Regions from separate parts of the Anas platyrhynchos genome. Here region 1 is linked to region 2. Evidence: chromatin contacts called from public Hi-C data. All regions are on one chromosome and are shown on one strand. The core of a region is the stretch at or near the end of the contact, and the rest is flanking DNA. Distances in the headings are between cores, read along the strand shown.

Evidence for each region. Hi-C and Micro-C count contacts between places; a contact is called where the count stands out from the background.
Region 1: a Hi-C map of skeletal muscle shows a contact between it and region 2, with 4 times the contacts expected there. The contact joins the promoter of SPRY1 here to the enhancer-like site in region 2. A contact is called at or near these places in 2 of 8 Hi-C or Micro-C datasets (skeletal muscle and subcutaneous adipose tissue).

What each region holds. Positions count from the first base shown.
Region 1 is chr4:46,058,239-46,061,209 of IASCAAS_PekinDuck_T2T, reverse strand. It overlaps SPRY1 (sprouty RTK signaling antagonist 1), which reads left to right and starts at 1,696. Exons shown (of 2, transcript XM_027456822.3): 1 at 1,696-1,861.
Region 2 is chr4:46,009,903-46,013,146 of IASCAAS_PekinDuck_T2T, reverse strand. No RefSeq gene overlaps it. Among named protein-coding and RNA genes, the nearest start is that of SPRY1, 48 kb to the left of the region's middle. Within about 2 kb of position 1,741, at least 1 of the 8 cell types and tissues checked has an H3K27ac peak or open chromatin away from gene starts, as enhancers often do. A contact at or near this core is called in subcutaneous adipose tissue, where this site is marked.

The DNA of each region.
Region 1 (2,971 bases), core at 447-2,946, 48 kb before region 2:
TGACCCATTTAAGCCTAGTATTGTATTTCTAAAATCAGGCTGTTACGCTTGGCATAGTTTTTTAAGGTAGTACCCGCTTTGGAGATGTGCATTAAAAGGTGTTAAGCAATGTTTTCACAGCAGTTTCCTAGGAAAGAAATGCACTGACTTGTGTGAGAAGACAGTCGGTTGCTAGATGCGAGTGTGCCTGGCCGTGCAGCAGAGCCCCGCTGACCCCAGCAGTGCGGTTATCTGCAGTTTATCTGCAGTTTACCTACTGCTGCCGCCGATGCTCCTCCTGTCAGCACCGCTGCAAGAATTAGTATGTATAGCACACCTATATAATGCTGGTTTTTCATCTGTACTTAAAACAGAGTTGTTTTTTTTTCTGTGTGTGAAATAAAGCTAAAGTATAGTGGGAGATGATAGATTTGCACCACGAAGCGCTACACTCCCATAGTAACTTTTGTTATTTTTTGGTGGTTATTTTTGTTCTTCAGTAGGAATTACTGTTAGTTGGAAGAGTGGTAGGTTCCAAAGGTTTCAGATGGGTTTCAGAAATTTCAAAAGTTAGCTTTTTGCTTTCTGCTTGCAGTGTGTCTGAGAGTGCTTTCGGTGAGGAATCCCATTTTCTAATACCCCTTGTAATATTAGTAATGAACTGGCTTATTTTATGGCCATGCTTGTCACTTGAGCCTCTGTGATTGGAAGTTCATCTGTCTGATTGATAGTTCGTCTGTATCAGACGATACATCCGAATGATATTTCAGAATTGATAGATCATCTGTATTTATTTCACGGAGAAATACATTGTTGAAATCAATTTTTTGTATAGTGATGGAAATTAAAAAAAAAAAAATGTGGTTTGGATATTTTCTTTCCAAGCCTGGTGAAGATTAATGAAAAATAATTGCACGGGGACAGTGCATGTGGTCTGGGTGGACAGGGGGTGCTACAGCAGAATAGCTTTGCATGGCTATTTTCTCGTTTGTAAGGATTTTTTGCACAGGTCTTTTCTTTGCACAGGTATTTTCTTGTTTGCAAGGATTGGTATTAGTAAGAATGGAGGTTCCCCATAAGCAGCTTTGAGTATTCGTAGTGTGTGTGTGTATTTTTTGTTTTCCTTTGGGACAGACGATGGGAGATCTTCACCTTCCTGTAGGAGATTGTAAAAGCCAGTTAGAATACTTTGGATAAACTTGGGACCTAAGGGATGGTTAGCCAAGTAGTGAAGAGCCTCGCACGTCCCAGTAGGTTGCACATTCTTAGAAATAACTCCCCAAACGCTGATTTCCTTTAACATCCTTTCCCCGCGTTCTTCAAGGTGCCTCTAAACGACCCCTGGCTCGACACGAGCGGGCGGCTCAGCGCCGAGCCTCGACCCCCGCAGGGCCTTGCCGCAGCCCCCCCACCCCTCACACCGCTGCCCCTCCGTGCGGGCCGGGCCCCTCGGGGCTCCCGCTCCCCCTGCTGGCCGGGCCGGGGGCGGCCACCTGCGGCCGGGCCGAGCCGGGCGGTGCCGGGCCGGGCCGGGCCGGGCCGGGCCGTGCGGGAGGGAGGGAGGGGGCGAGGCGCGGGGCAGGGCCGGGCCGGGAGGGACTCGGGGCGGGAGGCGGGCGGGCGGCGCGGCCCCCGCGGGCTGGAGCCGTGCGCGGGCGGAGTCCAGTCCGGGATTTCGGGGGCGCCGCGCGGTGACACATCGGCATCACGGGGGCGCGGCCGGGCGGCGGGCGGGGGCTGCGCGCTGAAAGGCGGCGGAGCGCGGCCGCGCTCACTCCGGCGCGGCGGCGGGACGGCGCCAGGCTGCCTGCACTGCCCGGGCTGGACTCCGCGCCGGGGCCGCCAATGTGCCCCGGCAGGCAGGCTCTCACCTCGCCCTCCGGTAAGCTGCGCGCCGCCGGGGCCGGGGCAGGGGCAGGGGCTGGGGCTGGGGCAGGTGCGGGGCCGGGCGGGCGGAGAGGGAGGGAGGAAAAGAGAGCGAAGGGGGCGGCGGGGCGAGCCCCGGAGCCGATCTGCTGGCGGCGAGGCGGCGGCCGGGCTCGCAGGCTGTCAGGCGGCCGCCGACGGCAGCGCCGAGCACATGGCAGCCGCTCGGCTCCGGCTGCAGCCCCGCTCCCCGCTGCCCCCGCGCTCAGCCCTGGCCGGTGCCGGGAGCGCCCCGCGGAGCCGCCGCGGTGAGGCTCGAGCTGCTTTACGGTCGTCGGTGCTGCTTTTACTACCGCTGCTGCTGGTTTCTAGCATCGCTGCAAGCCCGGTGTCTGCCTCGGGAGGACGGGCGGAGCGCTGCCCCTCGCAGCAGCCGCGGGGAGCGAGGGGCAGGCGACCCCCGAGGGGCGGCGGGGTGGGCTGCGAGCCCGGCTTGGCCGCAATTAGCGCCTCCCGGCGTAATTAGGGAGGTAATGGGCTTCGGGGCGTGCTTTTTTTTTTTTTTTTTTGCGCCTGGAAGCGGCGGGGCGAGCAGGTGCCGGGCGGCACGGAGCGGGGCGGAGGGCGAGGAGGAGGAGGGCGGCGGTGCCCTGACAGAGCCCGGGCGGCGCTCAGCGGCCGGGGGGCTCCGGGCAGACCCGGGGGGGAAGGAGCCGAGCCGTGCCGTGCAATACCGAGCCGTGCTGTGCTGTGCCGAGCCGAGCCGTGCCGGCTGCCCGCAGCCGTCTGCGGGGATTCCCCGCCCCGGCAGCGGCCGTGCCGCCGTGCGCTGGCGCTTTAAACGCCGGGAAGTCCGCCCTCCGCAGGGAGCAGCGACCTCGGGCTGCGCCCTCCCCCTGCAGAAGGCGGGGGGGAAGCCCTTGTTTTCATTCATAACTTTTTTTTTTTTTTTTTTTTTTTTTTTTTCCCCTCCCCTCCTCTTCCTTCCTCCCCGTCAGCTGCGCGCCCCGCCAGGCTCGCAGGGGGCGCCGCCCGCCGCAGCACCTCGGGGCCGGGGCTCGGCCAGCCCCGGGAGCGGTGCGGAGCGGAGCCGCCCGGTCCCCTCGCCCCGTCCCGCCTCATGCGG
Region 2 (3,244 bases), core at 492-2,991:
TTATGACAGATAATAATGGGCTGAAACTGTCATGAGCACTCTATTTTTATAAGTGCCTTTGCATGTCTCATTGGGAACAGGATTTATTGATCCGGAGCCTCTACAGAAACATCTGTGAGGTTTAGTGTACTGTTTTCTTATACAAGTTTCTTCCTTTTGAGAATGAACTGCATACCAAGCTTCCATAAAGCTCAATAAAACATTACTGATTGACCTCTAGAAAGGTTATATTTAAACTTATTGGATTTTTTTTCTTGATAGCTGTTAAGATGTTTAAACCTTTTTTTTTGTTTGTTTTGGTCATTCCTTTTCACAAGTCCTGATGTGATCATGGTTTTTTTCCCTTCAGCAGTAAAGAAAAATAGAACTTGTGTTCAGCAGCTGTGGACCCGACTGAGGGTACGTTGCTCACTGGGCTGGTGTGTCGGTAGGAGGAGGGATTAGATGAAACTTCAGTATGATTGTGGGGAGGGGTATGTGTAGATATCCTTAAGGTTGGAGTTGGTGTCAGTTGTGAGGGGGGAGACAAACCAAGGAAAACACACAAGTGGAGAAACTAAATACCTGGCAAATGCTATGGTCCATTTTCTTACTATTATCCCTTTATTGATTTTTCTTCATTCTGAATCTCCTAAAGCAGTGAGCAGACCAAGGCTTATTTTATTTCCTCTCATTCCCCCCAGATAGAGGAGAAGGAAAAAGAGGAAATCCTGCTCGCTCTCTCTTTCTCAAAAAAAAAAAAAAAAAAAAAAAAGAAATTATTTGTAGGATCAAGAAACATGGTGGGGTATGAGCAGTAACATCTGATTTACTGCGCTGTGACTACCACATGTGATGGTGTTTTGCCTCTTTTTGCCCCTTTGTATGCAAAATTGGAATTTGTTGTTCCTGATTAAGTGTGTGGTGAGCTGCATGCCTTCAGAAAATTGCAAATATTCTACCCACACCTCTGTTCCCATTGCTCTCTATTGCCCAATGTGGAAGTTGTGGATCTACGGGGATTTACCATTTCCTCCTAGGATCACCTGTGCTGTGGCTTAAATAAAAGTTTGTTTCTTCAGCTGTCTAACTTTCGAGTTTATCTGACTCAGGTTGACCCCTTAGTTTTATAATGAGCTAGTTTATTTGCTTGTGCAAATTGGGTTTTCTTAGACAGAAATATATCAGACTGTAAAGAGGCCAATCTTTTGATCACTTCACCTCCGGAAAGGGGAAACCTACAATGCCTTTCTGCACTCACTCGGCACTCTCTGGGTTGTTAATAACATCAAGTTACCATTCTGAGCACTTCAGTGTAGCTTTATTTATTTATTTATTTAATTTTTTAATACAGTGTTGTGGGGAAGCCTGACGTGTGAAAAAATGTTGTTTCTTCTGTCTATGCTAGAAATATTGATAGAGTTTAGAGGCTAATTACCTCTCTAATCACAGGAAATCCAGAGTCTTTGCTTAGCGACCAGTCTGACTGTTTCTAATTCTTCTTCAAATATATCTTTAGGTCACACCTATAGTCATGCATACAGGGAAGCACGAGGCCGAATCCTGGAAGAAAAGGAGGAGTAAACAGTTTGTGAAAATGGTGCCAGTTTTTCCTCGATGGGACTCAAACCTCTAATATAGCCCAACAAAGCTGGGAGCGATGTGCCAAAACATCTTTTTAATAAACAACATAGGCAGTAGGAAATAATACTGGTCAGGGCTTGTTTTTCTGGCTCAGGGCCTCATTCCAACCTGTTGCAACCAGCTATTGAACGTCTATGGGGACACCCCCATACAAGAGGCCCCACGGAGGAAAGGAACTTTTACATTTCTGTTTGCCTGGGATCCTTGCCAGTGGCTAAGTTCAAAGTGCAGTTTCCAGTAATTTGCTGTTACTACTCCGCGTGTTTGATAGGCCAGGACAGAAGCATGCAACCTGAAGTAATATTTCCTGATTTCTGACATTTCTCAAGATATGAATGGAGGTCGCTGAGGCACTAAACCTTGGAAGGGTTTTCCTGACTCCAGCGCCTTTGACGCTTTCCTTTTCTCCTCTTGTGTAGCCCCCTTCCCTCCCCCATCTCCTTCCTTAGGTCACATCCCCTGCTGTTGTCAGTTCCGTATTTGGATGAAATTCATATTGATTGTTTCCCTGTGCAAACACTGTGTGGCTGCTGTTCTTATGCAACCAGAAAAATACTATTGATTTACTGAGTGTGAGGGTTATTTAGATTGATATCATTCTGTAGTAGCGATAACACTTTTGTCTCTCCTTAGAATGACAGTTAACCTTTTCATTTTGGGGGAAGAGGGTGCAAACGAATTTCTTCTGCTCTGTAAAATGCAGGAAGAAGGGGGTTAGGCACAGAGAGAAACCAGTGGAATAGCTACTGTTCTCTGTAACATGTAGTTGTAGGCCATGCGTATGCCGTTGTGGTTATGGAAGAAGCATCCTCTATAATTAAGATTATATAAGCAATCATATTGTAACTCTGTTTTTCAGCTTTCCAAAACTTGCCTCTTTTGGGCTGATATTTTCTTGGCTTGTTCTCTGCCATGTGACAGTTTGTAGTATGTTTTTTTTTTTTTAACTTTTTTTTTTCTTCTCTTCCCAAAGCAGGGGTGCAAATGCCTGGTGGGGGGAGGGGTGTTATCTCTTGAAAATTTTGAAAAGTAGACCCAGAGTCAAGATGAGTTTTAGGCAGAAAGTTGCCTGGACATAACTGTCAAAGAGGGACTAGTCTTTCAGCGAGCACTATGTTTTATTTCTGAGAAATCTGTGCAAAAAGTAATATACATGTGCTGAGGTTGTGAAGGCAGCCTAGTTTCTTATTATCTTGGTCCTCTCCCTCTTTTTTTTTTTTTTTTTTTTTTCCAGGTTAAATATGCAGACTTCCTTGATATGCAGGGGTGCGGGGGTATTAGTACAGCTACCTACAAGAGCAGAGCAGTGGGAAACTTAAAGGTGCAGTACTTACAGTTCTGACTACCTCGCCTACAGGACAGTGAAATCTTGCATGAACAAAAGCTAAACAGTGAAACAGTACGTGCTGATTTTGTACTGGAGCTTTGTACTTTTCTCCCGAAACTGTCTTTCTGAAAACCAAATAAAATTCCTTTATCTACTATATACTTTAGAGTTTTCAAATAAACAAGCAAGCAAATACCTTCTCTTCCAGAGTATGCTAACAGGTGTTCACACAATTCAAGCACTCACGAGGTTTTAATCATTAAGCTAAACAGTTCCTTGAAAGCAGAGGAATTT